2 separate regions of the Sus scrofa genome follow, and region 2 is linked to region 1. Evidence: chromatin contacts called from public promoter capture Hi-C data. All regions are on one chromosome and are shown on one strand. The core of a region is the stretch at or near the end of the contact, and the rest is flanking DNA. Distances in the headings are between cores, read along the strand shown. Region 1 holds the start of C6H19orf47. Region 2 holds the start of SHKBP1 (SH3KBP1-binding protein 1).

Region 1 (7,545 bases), core at 2,687-5,186:
GGAAGCCCTCCCTGACCCCCTGGCTGATCCAGGCATCCTTTTGGGGGCGCTGGCAGTACCCTGGGCTTCTCCATCCTAGCCTGAATCCCGTTTGTGCTTCTCCCAACCTGGCCCTGACCTCACCAGACTGTCACTGCCTGGTGATGGCTCTATTTCTCCCTCCGGACTGTGAGACCCATGAGGGCAGGGCCGGGCTGGCTCAGTCACTGCTGAGTCCCTTGTGTATCAGCTAGCACAAGGACAGTACATGGCAGATGCCCAGTGGTTAACTCATTCATCTATTCATTCAACTAGTATTTGTTCAATGGCTACGGCTGGCAAGCCCTGTCTAGAAATTGGAGATGGCACAGAAAAACAGAAAAATAAATTATCTCTGGGAAAGAAGATATTCTTTCGAGGGAGTGAGACAAATGATGAATGAGTGAAACATACAGTGTGTGCCCTGGAAGAAAATAAACCAAGTGACGAGGACAGTGACATCACAATGAAAACTGCTGACATCTCAATTCAAAAGTTAATACTGCAACACATCTGGGGAAAAGAAGCATTCTTTTTTTTTTTGCCTTTTCTAGGGGCGCTCCCGTGGCATATGGAGGTTCCCAGGCTAGGGGTCTAATCGGAGCTGTAGCTGTCAGCCTACGCCACACCTACACCACAGCTCAAGGCAACGCCGGATCCTTAACCCTCTGAGCAAGGCCCACAACCTCATGGTTCCTGGTTGGATTCGTTAACTACCGAGCCACAATGGGAACTCTGAAAGAAGCATTCTTATCTCTGTTTTTCAGATGAGGAAGTAGGGCTCAGGAAAAGTACTGCCAGGTCACACAGCGTTGGTTTGGTGGCTGGGCACCTGAACCCAGAGCTCGGTTCTGTGCCAGGACTACACTGATTCAGGAACACAAAATGAGGCAGGATGCCTCTGCTCTGCCACCATGATGGAGGCCTGGGCCTGCGAAAGGGTAGGATGTGAGAGAGGGTAGGGCTTCTTGTGTTTATCGAACCAGGCACTGTTCAAAACACTTTACATTCAAGGCTCACAACAGTGTTTTGTTGTTTTTCGGTTTTTTTTTTTAAGGCCACACCTGTGGCATATGGAAGTTCCCACACCAGGGGGCGAATCGGAGCTGCAGCTGCTGGCCTATGCCACAGCCACAGCAACGTGGGATTGGAGCTGCATCTGCGACCTACACCACCAGGATCCTTAACGCACTGAGTGAGTCCAGGGATCAAACTTGCGTCCTCATAGAGACTAAGTCAGGTCCTTAACCCACTGAGCCACAACAGGGAACTCCATAATAGTGTTTTTTTTTTTAGCCCCACTTAATAGATAAGGGAACTAAAGACCCAGGGACGTGAAGTCCTGGCGTAAAGGGACACAGCCAGGAAATGGTGGGGCCAGGATTAGAGCCCAAGCTGCCTCAGGGTCTCGGGTGTAGACAGCTGCCTTTCCTGTTGTTTAACATCTGGAGATCTGTGGCTCCCTCCCTCCCCAGCCCTGTCAACAGCGGCTGAAGCCAGTGGTGGTGCTGGCCTCTCAAAACCTCCACCAACACCCCCACCCCCTCCGAATCTTTGAGAGGGACCCTTGCAGCTCTCTCCAAATACAAAGGATATGTGAGGGCAGCTTTAAGAAGAGGACTCTGGCTGTGCTTCCAACCAGGCTGCTCTTGCCAATCCATCCTTGGTAGAGGTTCTCCAGCTGCTGCTGCTGCTTCATGTCGCATCAGATCACGTCCCTTCTCGCCTCCAAATCCTCCCCTGGCTCCCGCCCCACTCAGAGTAAAGCCATAGTTTTCTCCAGGGCCCACGCCCGCCCCCCATGATCTGCCCCCATCACTCCTCTGACGTCAGCTCCCACCCCTCTCCTCCCTCACTGGCCTCCCTGTTCTTCCTTAAATGCTCCTATCTCGGGACCTTTGCATTTGCTATTTTCTCTGCCTAGGATGCTGTTCTACCTCCAGGCAGCCATGTGACTCTCTCCCCTCCTTCAAGTCTTTGTTTAAATGGTGTATCTCAGAAAATCTTCCCTGACCACTCTTTTTTTTTTTATTTTTTATTTTTGCCATGGTATTCAGAAGTTCCTGGGGACAGGGATCGAACCCTCACCAGGGCAGCGATCGGAGTTGTGGGATCCTCAACCCGTTGAGCCACACGGGAACTCCCCTGATCGCCCTATTTAAAACAATGATCTTTGTATTCCCACCCCTCTTCTATCATGTGACATAATCTACTTACCTGTTTGCTCACTGTCTCTTAGCCCTGCTAGAATGTAAACTCCACCGGGCCTGTTTTGTCCACTGATGTGTCCCCAATGCCTAGCACAGTGCTGGGCATGTAGAACACGCTTAATAAAAATCTGTTGAATGAATAACTTGTGTTTTCATTCCCATGTTGCAGATGTAGCAACTGAGGCACAGAGACCTTAAGCTACATGCCCAAGGTCATGCCACTATTTAAGTACTAAGAACTAAGATTGGAAATGGGGTGTTGCAGCCCATGGAAATACATTGCTAATGACTCTCCTACGTGGCCATGCTGAGCAAGCTGAGGGACTAAGATACCAGCTCTCCCCCTGGGGATGCAGGGTTGCTGAGGTTTGACGACGGTGTGGTGAGCCCTGTCTCTCTCTCTGTACCTTCAATTCTCTGAGTCAAGGGAGGACTCGGTCTAAGCTACCTATAACCGTCCCCCCACCAAGCCCTCCTGGACTCCTGCCATGGCTAAATGCTCTCAATTTGGGGGTGGTTAATCAGTCAATCCAACAAGGTAAAGAGAAAGGGATTATGTATTTACATGAACAAGGTGCGTGATGGTTGATGGGTCACCCCCTCAGATGTGGTGACGTGGCAGAGGTGAGGACAGCGTGGAGATTGCCATGTGGGGTAGCATGGGTTGGCTGTTGTGGCATGAGCATCAGGATACAGGAAGTGTGATGACATCACCAGAATGATGAGGGCAGTTGGGGGTAGGGGGAGAGTGACAATGAGGTGATGAAGGTGACTGGGTGAGGGTGACATGGCTAATAATATTAGCCCAAATCACCATATCAAGTTGGGCATATCACTAGAATAATGCAGAATTCTTAACAATCATCCCTGATGTTGGTGTCCTTGTGTGGATTTTACAGATGAGGAAGCTGAGACTGCAAAGGTGTGATTAGGTCAAGGTTACCCAGAGGTTTAGTGGTGAAGTCAGAATCCTGGCACGCCCTGAGTAAAGGGCTTTCATACCCGGAGTACATGAGAGGTGACTTGGGGAAATGACAGAGACACGAAGAGAAGAAAAACTGTAGGGCAGGGTGGCTCTTCATGGTGAAAACTAGAATCATTAGACGTGGGCAGTGACTGTCAGAGGAACAAAGGTGACGACGAGGAGGGATGGCGACAAAAGGGGTGAGCATGACCTAAGGGAAGCCAGAGAGCGACTTAAGGAGATGGTAACAGGAGGCATGCGAAGGTGACACGGAGGTATGACGACGATTTCTGAGAAGAGTGATAGCAATAAAAGAGGGGTGCAGGCGACACGAGACGGCGACTACGACTTAACGGGTGGGGCGACTTCAACAGGTGCTGATAATGGGGGCTTAAAGCGAACGAAATCTTGTCAAGGGTGATGATGGCGACATAAGGGGAACGGTAACGATTTAAGCAGGATACAACATGCGGAGGAATGGCGACATACAGGGACAGAGGTCGATGTGCAGAGAAGAGATGCATTACAGACGAAGGATAACACGAGGAGGACGGCTGAGGCGCCGCGCCCCCAGATCGCACATTACCTGCTCTCCACGTCTCCCACTCGGGACCCAGCCCAGCACGCACCTTTCAGGCTGGAGCCCCGCCCGACCGCCCCCCGCGGCGCGCAGGCGCACTCCGGCTGGACTGCGGGCCGGCGGGGGCCGGGAAATTACCTTTCTCATTGGCTGCGCTCCTCGCCAGCGAGGGGCGGAGGGAAGCGCCTGGGAGACGGCGGGCGGTCACGTGACAGTTGCAGCTGCGCCCTCGCTGGTGGCTCCCCAGCGGGCTAGAGAAGCCGCGAGCGGGTGAGTCCGGCTTCCGGCGGCGAGGGCGGCGCTTCCGGGGCGGGCAGCCGGGCCAAGGGAGGAGGGTCTGACAGTTGGCGCCGCCGGGAGGGCGGGCAGGTGGGCAGGTGGGTGGTGCGAGTGGGCGCGTGCCCAGAGGGCCAGGTGAGGCGCGGGCCGGGGGTGATGGGGTAGGGCTGGGTGAGGTGGGGATGAATGGCGTCCAGGGTTCCGGAGTCAGTCCTGGCGCCGCTGTACGGCTCTGGATTAGCGAGTTCTTTCTCTGAAACTCAGTTTCCTCCTCTGTAGAATGGGGGTCAGAATCTGACTGTAGCATCTTCTTTATGGGTTGTAGTGAGAAATCAGTTCGTGCATGTCGGAGCTCCTTAGCTCAGCGCCTGGCACACTGCTCACTTCGTTACTATACTATTATTGTTAGTATTGTTGATGATCTTTGCGCTTGGTGTGGAAGATCAAGGTGTGGGAGCGTGAAATTGGGGGCCACAGATTTCAGCTCAAGTCCTAACTACACTTTGTGGTCGTGGACCTATATCTTCACCTGTCTGAACTGAATTTTCCTCGTCTCTACAATGAGGGCTAATAGTCTCAATATCATAGCATCACTGTGAGGATGCTGATGAAATGTGCGTGTTGAGTCCTTAGCACAGGGCCTGACACAGTATTAAGTAGGAGCTCAAAAGATTGAGACGCTAATAATGATTCTCAGAGTCATTGGTGTAAATGGGACTTGCAAGGATGTAGAGAGGAGGAGGAAGCTAAAAGATGGCAAAACTTGGAAACTGGAGTTGGGCAAATTGACATCCTGCCATTCTTTTTTTCTTTGTTCTTATGTCTTTTTAGGGCTGTACTCGCAGCATATGTGAGTTCCCAGGCCAGAGGGCGAATCAGAGCTGTGGCTGCTGGCCTACGCTACAGCCACAGCAACACCAGGTCTGAGCTGAGTCTGTGACCCTCACCATAGCTCACAGGAACCTTCAGTCCTTAACCCACTGAGTGAGGCCAGGGATTGAACCCACGTCCTCATGAATACTACTCATTTCCTTACTGCTGAGCCACAACAGGAACTCCCCTGCCACTTACTATTTGATCAGTTTTGCTTAATCCCATTGTGTTAGGTTTTCCATTTTCTTTAAAACCACGGATGCATTTTCCTCCAGTCAATTCAATTGAGAAGGAAAATTTGTGTTCTTTCCTAATGGAAAAGTAGCATTGCTGGCGTGAGAAGAAGGAAAACAACCTGAACACCAATGGAAGCAGAATGGTCTATTAAATTGTAGACAGAACCTGGAAGAATTGAAAACTTACACTGTGTGATTCCATGTTGTCAGATCCCATGGACCCTGTCAAGTTATCTTATACTCTGTTCTCAGCTCACACTTTGCATATGACTGATATCAGCTCAATGACTGTCCTCTCCTTTCCCTAGCTCACTGAAGGTTTATTTATTTTACTTAATGCACATATGCATAACTGCTGAGCACTGTTTTAAGGGCTGGGTGCTTATGAACTCATTCAACCCCACTAAGCACTTTAAGAACAGATACATTTGGAGTTCCTGTGGTGGCACAGTGATTAACGAATCTGACTAGGAACCATGAGGTTGCAGGTTCTATCCCTGACCTCGCTCAGTGGGTTAAGGATCCGGCGTTGCTGTGAGCTGTGGTGTAGGTTGCAGATGCGGCTTGGATCCCACGTTGCTGTGGCTCTGGCGTAGGCCGGTGACTACAGCTCCGATTGACCCCTAGCCTGGGAACCTCCATATGCCACGGGAGCGGCCCTAGTAAAGGCAAAAAGACAAAAAAAAAAAAAAAAAAAAAAAAGAACAGATACGTCTATCTTTTTTTTTTAAATCTTTTTATGCCAGAACTCTTGGCATATGGAGGTTCCCAGTCTAGGGGTTGAATCGGAGCTGTAGCTGCTGGCCTGCACCACAGCCACTGCAATGCAGGATCCAAGTCACGTCTGTGACCTACACCACAGCTCACGGCAATGTCAGATCCTTCACCCATTGATCCTTCACCCATCGAACCTGCGTCCTCATGGATTCTAGTCAGATTTGTTGCCACTGAGCCACAATAGAAACTCCACACCTATCATTCTTTTTTTTTTTTTTTTTTATAACTGGAGTATAGCTGATGTACAGTAACTCCTCTATCATTCTTATTTTAACGTCGAAGGGAGTGAGATCCAGAACAGTTAAGCCATTTGCCCCAGAGTCAGAGTCAGGAAGTGGTAAAATTGAGACTTGGAGCCACACCTCCTATGGGCTTTAGCACAGGGAATCTGGTGCATGGTAATTACTTGAATTTTGGGAGCTATCATTTCTTTATTATTATTATTATTATTATTATTATTATTATTATTATTTTGTCTTTTTGCCTTTTCCAGGGCCGCTCCCGTGGCATATGGAGGTTCCCAGGCTAGGGGTCAAATCGGAGCTGTAGCCACCGGCCTACGCCACAGCCACAGCAACATGGGATCCAAGCTGTGTCTGCGACCTGCACCACAGCTCATGGCAACGCCGGATCCTTAACCCACTGAGCGAGGCCGGGGATCGAATCTGCAGCCCCATGGTTCCTAGTCAGATTCGTTAACCACTGCACCACGACAGGAACTCCCTATCATTTCTTTATTATTAATGTTTTATAATTTTCACTGTTTAGAAAGTCAGCGCTGGAGATGGGCTTTTAATGGTGGCGAGAGGAAATTGAGTCCAGCAGGGAATTCTGCGGCTGTGGTGGGAGGATACCAGTACGTAAAGGCGTCTAGTAAGTATCAACTGAAACTTTGCAAAGACAGACCACATCACCTGCCTAATGGTAATCCCTTGACCAGTGTTAATCAGAGCCATGGGACTGACTTGGGTTCAAATCCTGGCCCTGCAGTTACTTGCTGTGTGACCTCGGACCTGCCACTCTCACCTGTAACTGGGAGATCATTTCTTCTTTTACTGCTGGTGGTTGTGAGGAGTTGCTAAGATGTGTACACACTCAGTGCCTGGCATGGAAACATTTCGACAGGAGCTACCGAATGAGCTTTGCGATCAGGGAGAACTTGTTTTAGAATCCTAGTAGAGCTGCTTGCTAGATATGGGACTTGGCAAATGACTGCACCACAATGAGTCGGTTTTTCATTGATTAAAATGGGGCTAATTATAGTCCTCACTCATGAGCAGGTTGTGAGGCATCAGCGTGATGCCTGGCACTGGTCCTGGTGCCTAAGTTAGTGCTTGGGATGTGAGATGTTGTCCTTGTGTCTGACTTAAGGGAGCCTCTCCACGCCTTGCTCTGTGAGACAGGCTGGTTGTGTTCTTTTTATCTAGCGGTAAAATTCAGACTGGAGAGGGGAGCTTAGGAACCAAGTGCAGGGTGGAGTGATGCCTGCAGTGATACTCATCACCTGAGTTGGGGCAAAGGAGAGAGTCCCACATCTGGGGACTCTGGGAAGGTGTCCCAAAGCCAGTGGCAGCCAAGCACTGTGAAGGAGAGCTTGTCAGGAAGATA
Region 2 (7,545 bases), core at 2,248-4,747, 170 kb before region 1:
CCCTGCCCTCCTGAGCACCTGTAGCAGACAAGAAAGTGGGTATAGGCCACGGCGATCCAGTTGTGGTGTCCACACACCAGGCGCACCATCCCTGGCTCCTCTGGTAGCCCTTGGGAGGAAAAGCAAGGGTCAGGGCAGGGTCTTGGCAGCCCACTGGCTGCCCCAGGCTCCTGTGAGACAGAAACGTACCTGATGGGGAGGGAGGGGCTTTCTCATCCAGCATTCGGCCCAGCAGCCCTGCATTGCCCAGGTTGGGGGGCATCGTGTTGCTCCGTCGAACAGGGGCTGGGCGTCCCCCTGCTTGCTGGGGCCCCGCCAGGCTGTGCCGGTTCCGTCGCTTCACTGGGAACACTGCGGTGGCGGCAGCGGCGGTGGCGGCGGCGGGGAGAAGGGGCAGAACAACAATCGTTTTGATAACTGTAGTAATTGCCATGCCAATAATCTTTTAAAATATGCCAGGTACTGATTTTCCCACTTGGATAACATTGGCTCCCAGAGAAAAAAAATTTAGGTGGTCCAGGGACAGGGCATTAAATACCACTGAATCACACGGCCAGCTATGCCATTTTCAGTTCCCTTTGAGTCCATCACAAAGGAAGAATCATTTTGGTACTGCCATGATGTTGATACCTCTTCAATATGTGCTAATCTTTCCTCTTAAGAAACGCCTGTCGCCTTGGCAGGCAACAGCATCTACCCAGAATTTTTTTTTTTTTTTTTTGGTCTTTTTGCTATTTCTTGGGCCACTCCCGTGGCATATGGAGGTTCCCAGGCTAGGGGTTGAATCGGAGCTGTAGCCACCGGCCTACGCCAGAGCCACAGCAACGCAGGATCCAAGCCGCGTCTGCAACCTACACCACAGCTCACGGCAACGTCGGATCGTTAACCCACTGAGCAAGGGCAGGGATCGAACCTGCAACCTCATGGTTCCTAGTCGGATTCGTTAACCACTGCGCCATGACGGGAACTCCCAGAATTTAATCTCACTGCTATGTTTGGGGTTTATTTCATGTCTACTTATTTGTAGTGTAAAGATAGTGATAGAAAATTTCTATGTAAATAATTAAAACAAAACAAAACAAAACAAAAACAGAGTCAGGAGTTCCCTTGTGGTCTAGTGGTTTCACTGCTGCAGCTTGGGTTCAATCCCCGGTCTGGGAACTGAGATCCCACATCAAGCTGCTGCACCTCAGGGTGAAAAAAACCCAAACAAACAAAAAAACCAGGGTCAAACTAAGTTAAGAGGACGATAGGTCTTCATATGTGGCAAACTTCATGAAGGTAGTAGGTACTGACCAAGTTAGGGAAATAACAGTTAGGCAGATAATTTTCCCTGCTTTGTTCCTTCTACAAATCAGCAAAGCCTAGTGGACTACACTTCCCAATAACCAGTGGGGCATATTTTCCATGGCCAGTGGACTGGCTGCTCCAAGGTCTCACGGAGATTATAGTCAATAACTCTCCTTAAATATTTCACTCCTTCATACAAAGGACACCAGTGTTCCCTAAGCCTCTCTACAAGGAAATCACACCTGGACTATAACTCCCATCAGGCTCTAGGGCCTGCTTCGGCACCTCCAGGGGGTAGCTTGGCCCAGTGTCTCACTGGAAATGCTGTTTCCTACTTCCTTTCCCAGCATCAGGCCAAGCATCTGATTTAGAACTACAAATCCCAGGAGTTCCTATCGTGGCGCAGTGGTTAACGAATCCGACTAGGAACCATGAGGTTGTGGGTTCGGTCCCTGCCCTTACTCAGTGGGTTAAGGATCTGGCGTTGCCGTGAGCTGTGGTGTAGGTTGCAGACGCGGCTCGGATCCTGCATTGCTGTGGCTCTGGCGTAGGCCAGTGGCTACAGCTCCGATTCGACCCCTAGCCTGGGAACCTCCATATGCCGTGGGAGCAGCCCAAAGAAATAGAAAAAAGACAAAAAAAAAAAAAAAAAAAAAAGAACTACAACTCCCAGAGTGTTTCAGGGTTCACAGCTCAGGTGCCCACAGGCTGCAGCCTTGTGGGAGATGTAGTCTTTAGAGCCCTAGCCACTCTCTCCATTCCTTAGTAGTTCCCACCTGGTGCAGGCAGGTAACCATTGAAGAGGACGTTTCCACAAGAAGATCGATCCAACTCTTCCAGAAGCTGCAGACGACGAACTGGGACAAAAGGACCTAAAGGCTGGGACTTGGGGAACACTGAGACAGATCCCTTTTCCCCTCCTCCATTTCTTTCTCCACAGAATACCACCACTCTTCTGAGACCCAGGATTAAATCCAGTGCTCTCATCTCTAACCCAACCTTCTTTCAAGAGGGGAAAGAGGGAGCACCACCAGAGAGCTGGTTTTCTATTAGAAGAGGATGCTAAGGGGGCCCCACTTACCCAGAGGAGTGAGCCCATAGAACTGGGCTTCGTGGAGGAGGCTGGAACCATGGACACCCCTGGGTAATAGAAGCGACTAGGGGTCAGGCTCTGGGGAGTGGGAGTGGGCAAAGAATTCTGAGGATGGAGTTTTAAAAACTGTACAGAGAACCCTAAGAGGTAGCAAATTTTGATGGGATCAAGATTCTAAGGAGAGATGATTTGGGCAGTGAAAATGTGTGTGTTTGAGGGGAATTCTAAGGTCATATAATTTAAATATGATCAAGGTGCTTAAGTGAACATTCTGAGGAGAAGATGAGACTTCTCAGGGGGTAAAGACGGTGCGGGATTCCCCGCTATCTTCCATGCCAACCTGGGGTCCAGCTCTTTGGTGCGCAGGAAATTGAGGATGGGGGCGAAGACGGTGGGGTCCCTGTCGATGAAGATCTGCGGGGAAGAAGACAGATGGGGCAAAGAGCAAGGCTAAGTGGGGATCCTGTCCCTCCTCCTACCGGCCGCCCCTTTCAATTCTTGCTCTACTCACGGCGCCAGTCTCATCTTTCAGTGTAGAGATACGTCCGCTCAGAAGACTGCAAGGGGGTGGGGGGATGATAAGCGGGTGTCATGGGCCGCGGTGTGTGTATCATGGGGGGAGATTAGGTCTCCCCGTACCCTGTCCTCCCACCCCCCACCCCAAACTCGCTCTCCCAATCACCTGGAGAAGAAGGAGTCTGGGATCCAGGTGAGAGTCTGGCGAGAGGTGCTGAATCTGTGCGGGGACCGTGAGAGGACGCGAGATGATGGAGAGAGGATGGCGAATGAGGCCCTAATCCCAGGACCGGGTGAGTTCCCTTCGCTCCTCCAGCACCCATCAGGCTCCCGCGCCTCCAGCAGAGGGCGGAGCAATCCTTGATGGACAGGGATTCCCCTCGGGAGAGACGGGTACTCCCACCTCGCTCCACACCGCCGAGAGTAGGGTCTCGAGAATCTCCTACACTCACCTCTTGCCTCCCACGTTCAGATGAATCACCTCGCCGGGAGGCCCCCGACTAGGGACCCCGTCGGCTGCAAGGGCCGCGGCTTCCATGGCCCTCGGGCGAGCCGGCCGGCCAGCACCCGCTTCCGGGTGTGCACCCCACCCCCGCCTCCACCGCGTGCTCATTGGGCCGGAGACTCCTGGAGCCACCCGCGATTGGGCAATGCGCTCACTTGTCGCAGTTAATGTTCTCCTCCTCCTTAAAGGGGCCCGCTTTTCCTGTGCTGGACGGGGCGGACCGAGAGGCTCCTTTGGGGAAGTTTAGTTACCGTGAATAGCAAAACGTACCTCCACCCCTCTGGGGTTCCCAACTTAGGAATGGCATCTAGCTGCTTCTTCGGGGGCACGTGTTTAGACCTCGAAATTAGTCCATACCAAGAGGGACATCTAAATGTTCTCCGCAACACAGTTTCCTGGCCTCGCCCCACCCAATCCTCCCAGGCGCCGCCCAAGAAACTTGAACAAACCGTCATAGACCGTCAAAGCCAAAGAATTTATTATAGGTACATCGAGTGTGCGCCTGCCGCCCCACCCCTTACCCCTGAGCCCCAGCGGCCCTGGGGGCTGCCTACCATCTGGTTCCCCCACTCCTCCGGGAGGTGCTCCAGCCAGAAGCATGCAGGGGGAGGGCTTCCCCTCGCCCCTCCCCTCACAAAGTGACATTTACAGATAGAGGGGGGAGGAGAGAGGAAGACAGTTTTGAGCTTTGACGCCCCTCCCATTAAAAGCCTTCGCGGATGCGGGGCGGGAGAGGAGGAGGTCGACGTTTTGCAAAAATAAACTAAGTCAGGAATTAATCGCATGGCTCTGAGACGGCGGAGGGCAGGGGCTAGGGCCCCTTCTCTCCCCCTCCCCAGACAGAGATCAAGGCAGCATTGGAAGTGAGGTAAAGGCGGGGAGGGGGCGTCCCCTCCCCACCCCTAGCACCCTGGATGGTCCAGGGGACCTCACCAGCGCCCCCATGCCCATCCCTAGGGCGGAGAGGGGCGCGGAAATTATCGCCCCCACCAACCCAGCTTCTTGGGGCAGGATATGGGCATCGGGGCAGGGGGCTTGGCTCAACCGGCCCCTTACCCGCCCCACCCCCCAAGCTCAGTTATTGCATAAAAATAAAGGAGCCCCAGCACCTGGGGTGGGGGTGGCGAGCGGGAAGGGGCCGAAATATGGCTAATAGGGGCAGCAATCCCCCCACCACTTCTTGGGGTGCAGGAGAAGACCCCTCCTTTCCAGTGCCCATCATGGCGCATCCTCAGTGTTGGTTGGGACTAGGGGCTCCTGCCCCATCGGAAGAGAAAGTGTCTTTGTGCCCACAGTGCCAGGAGGAGGGGCGGGGAGGTGTGTCAGGCCCTGGGGGTGGGAAGTCACTTCCGGCGCCCACTGGCTCTGCGCTCCCCTGCCTCCCGCTTGGGGTTGCCCTCGTCTGTGGACGACGTGGTGGGCGCTGTCTGGCTCCAGCGGGCGATCTCGGCGTGTTCCGCCACCGAGGCAGCCACAGCCTCCAGCCAGCCGTTCATTTCTTCCTGGAGATAGAAACAGGACACATAGTTTATGTTTGGAAGACTGAGTGATAGATGAGCCTGGAATCAGACTGCCCACTTACCCTCGGTTTGCTCATCTGTTGAACCGGGTAATAATAATGAAGATGCAAGTAGTTACACAGCGTTTATTTTGCGCAGGCTCTGTTCGAAGCACTTTTGTGGATTAATTCACTTAACTCTATTCGGTCAGATTATATCTCATTCCCACCATAAACAAGAAACAATAACACTAGCAGACACTGACATTTTCCAAGCAGCCCTGAAAGTACTCTACCTATATCAACTTATTTTTCACAATAACTATAAGACGGAAAACTTTTTATCTCCACTGTATTTATTTATTTATTTATTTTGGCCTTACCCAGAGCCTGTGGAAGTCCCGGGCCAGAGACTGAACCAGCACCACAGTAGCAACCAGAGCCACTGCAGTGACAATGCGGGATCCTTACCCTGCTGTGCCACAAGGGAACTCCTATCTCCATTTTAAAGATAGGTCAAAGAGGCATGGAGGGAATAAGGGTCTACTTCACAGCCTCTTAGGAGGATGAGTGAGGCAACAAGCGGCACTATTTTCAACATCTCTTCAAGCCACCTATGTGCCTGCTCCTCCTCCTGACCTCTCCCCCTCACTCCAGTCTCAAGGTCTGCTTACACTCCCATCTCTCTCCCACCCCTCCCGCCCCTCCCCGAAGGCCTGCCTGGTGCTCTCTCCCTTGGTCTCTGCCCTCTGCCCTGGCGACCTCTCATGCTCCACAAGCGGGGGCCACAGCTGAAAAAAAAATCTTTTGGCAGGGAGCCAAAGGGATTTTTTTTTTTTTTCGGCTGTGGCCCCTGCATGCAAAAGTTCCTGGGCTGGGATCAAGCCACAGCAGTGACAGTGTTGGATCCTTAACCTGCTGAGCCACCAAGAAACCCCAAGGGATCCTTCCTAGGCATCACTGTAACCCTCCCTTGCTCAAAACTATGCCATGACTCCCGAGTGCCCTTGGGATAAACTCCAGCCTCCTCCAAATGGCCCGTGGTGTCCGCAGAGGTAGATGTAGCCCCTGGGAGCACCCTCCTCCCTGAGCTCCCCTCTAAGGCAGTTAACCCTTTGGACTCTGCACCTCTGGTTCTTTGCACTTGCAGTTCTTTTCTTCCTTCCTTTCTCTTTCTTTTCTTTCTTTCTTTCTTCTTTCTTTCTTTCTTTCTTTCTTTCTTTCTTTTCTTTCTTTCTTTTCTTAAGCTAACTCCCTCCTAACTTTCCTGTATCACCTCAGAGGCCAAGGCTAGGAGACTGGACTTTGTCCTGGGGCTTCCAGGCAGCCCTCCTGGTCCTCCCCCTCCCCCAGCTAGACTAGGAACTTCCTCTGGGCTCTCACTGCCCGTGGGCTTTCCTGGGAAGCCCCGGGAACTCTGGCTTGTGCTTCCCGGCTTCAAAGCCCCATCACTCTGGGCCAGGAGCCAGCCAACCAGGTGGTTCCCAAAGTTTGGATAGGAGAGAGAAAGGAACAGATCTCACCTCATCTTTAGCCTGAAGCAAGAACTCACTGCCATCCTGGGTCCTGTGGGAGAGGACACAGGACTTGGGGGCTCTGGGGCAGAGGCCCAGCCCACCCACCCACCAACTGTCCTCTGGAGGGGAGCAGGTATTGCTGGGAGGGGGAAGCTGGATCTTGGACCCTCCCTCGTGCCCATTGAGGGGGCTCACTGGAGCTTGAAGACGTGCTTCTTTTTCTTGTAGTCACTAGCCACCTCGCTGGTGGCCTTGTGCAGGCTGAGCAGTGGCTCCCCGCCGTGTGTGCCCCCAGATGCTGGGCCCTTGGCATCCTTGTAGAAGCCCAGCTCCCCCTTGCTGAGCACGCAGTACAGGCTCACCCATGACCTGGGGCGACGAGACGGGGCTCAAGGCAGAGTTGCAGCACTCTGCCTGGATAGTCTTTATTCATACCCTCCATGGGCTGAATATGCCTGAGCCTTCCTCCTCTTTGCCCTAGTTGGGCCATATGCCTGCAGCGCTTTTCCTTAGGGCTGTTGCTGAACTGAGGGGAGGGTCTAAGTCTCTCTGCACCAAGCCTTTGCCCAGACTGGCCCCTGCTGGGGCTGTCCTTCCCTATCCCCTCCCACACTGAATTTCCTAGAGGTGACACTTAAGCTGTCTCCTCAAGCCTTTTCTCGGGCATGTTCCTCGCTGCTCCTCCACCCCCCACCCTCGATCCCCTTGAAGGGAGATCTATTGGCTTACTGGCCTACCACTTGGCGTGAGGAATTCTTGTCTCCCGTTCAGCCAAAGCCCCAACCAAGGAGGAATTCTCCCATAAGCATAATACATCCAGGTGTCCCTGTTTATTTCCACCTTGGTTTTGGCACCAGAAGAAAAGACTACCTCCAGACCCCACAGATAAAACCTCCATCTGTTCCCCCATCGCATTCTGCTTGTTCAAAGCTCCCTTTCTGGGCTCCACCTCTCTCCAGATCCTGTCTCCCAGCTGGACAAAAAAGGGTTGGACAACCCAGAGGTGGATTCCAAGAGTCACCTAACATCACTGTTGGGCCCCGATTTGGAAACTTTCGTGAAGTGCCCTCCTCCCCTCAGCCCTCAGTTTGGGATCTACTTTTGAGACCCTCCCCCAATGAAACAT

What was found. Promoter capture Hi-C pulls out the DNA fragments that hold promoters and counts their contacts.
Region 2: a contact with region 1 is called in a promoter capture Hi-C map of liver, with 3 times the contacts expected there. The contact joins the promoter of SHKBP1 here to the promoter of C6H19orf47 in region 1. A contact is called at or near these places in 1 of 5 promoter capture datasets (liver) and 1 of 47 Hi-C or Micro-C datasets (fetal skeletal muscle).

Annotation. Positions count from the first base shown.
Region 1 is chr6:48,641,753-48,649,297 of Sscrofa11.1, reverse strand. C6H19orf47 reads left to right here and starts at 3,936. Exons shown (of 10, transcript XM_021094390.1): 1 at 3,936-4,042; 2 at 6,706-6,810. It also overlaps a transcript of PLD3 not described here.
Region 2 is chr6:48,809,115-48,816,659 of Sscrofa11.1, reverse strand. It overlaps SHKBP1 (SH3KBP1-binding protein 1), which reads right to left and starts at 3,497. Exons shown (of 17, transcript XM_021094398.1): 1 at 3,352-3,497; 2 at 3,066-3,119; 3 at 2,895-2,940; 4 at 2,724-2,797; 5 at 2,372-2,430; 6 at 190-351; 7 at 19-109. The coding sequence starts at 3,437. It overlaps SPTBN4 (spectrin beta chain, non-erythrocytic 4), which reads right to left. Exons shown (of 36, transcript XM_021094394.1): 34 at 6,615-6,788; 35 at 6,426-6,468; 36 at 3,861-4,906. The coding sequence ends at 4,748.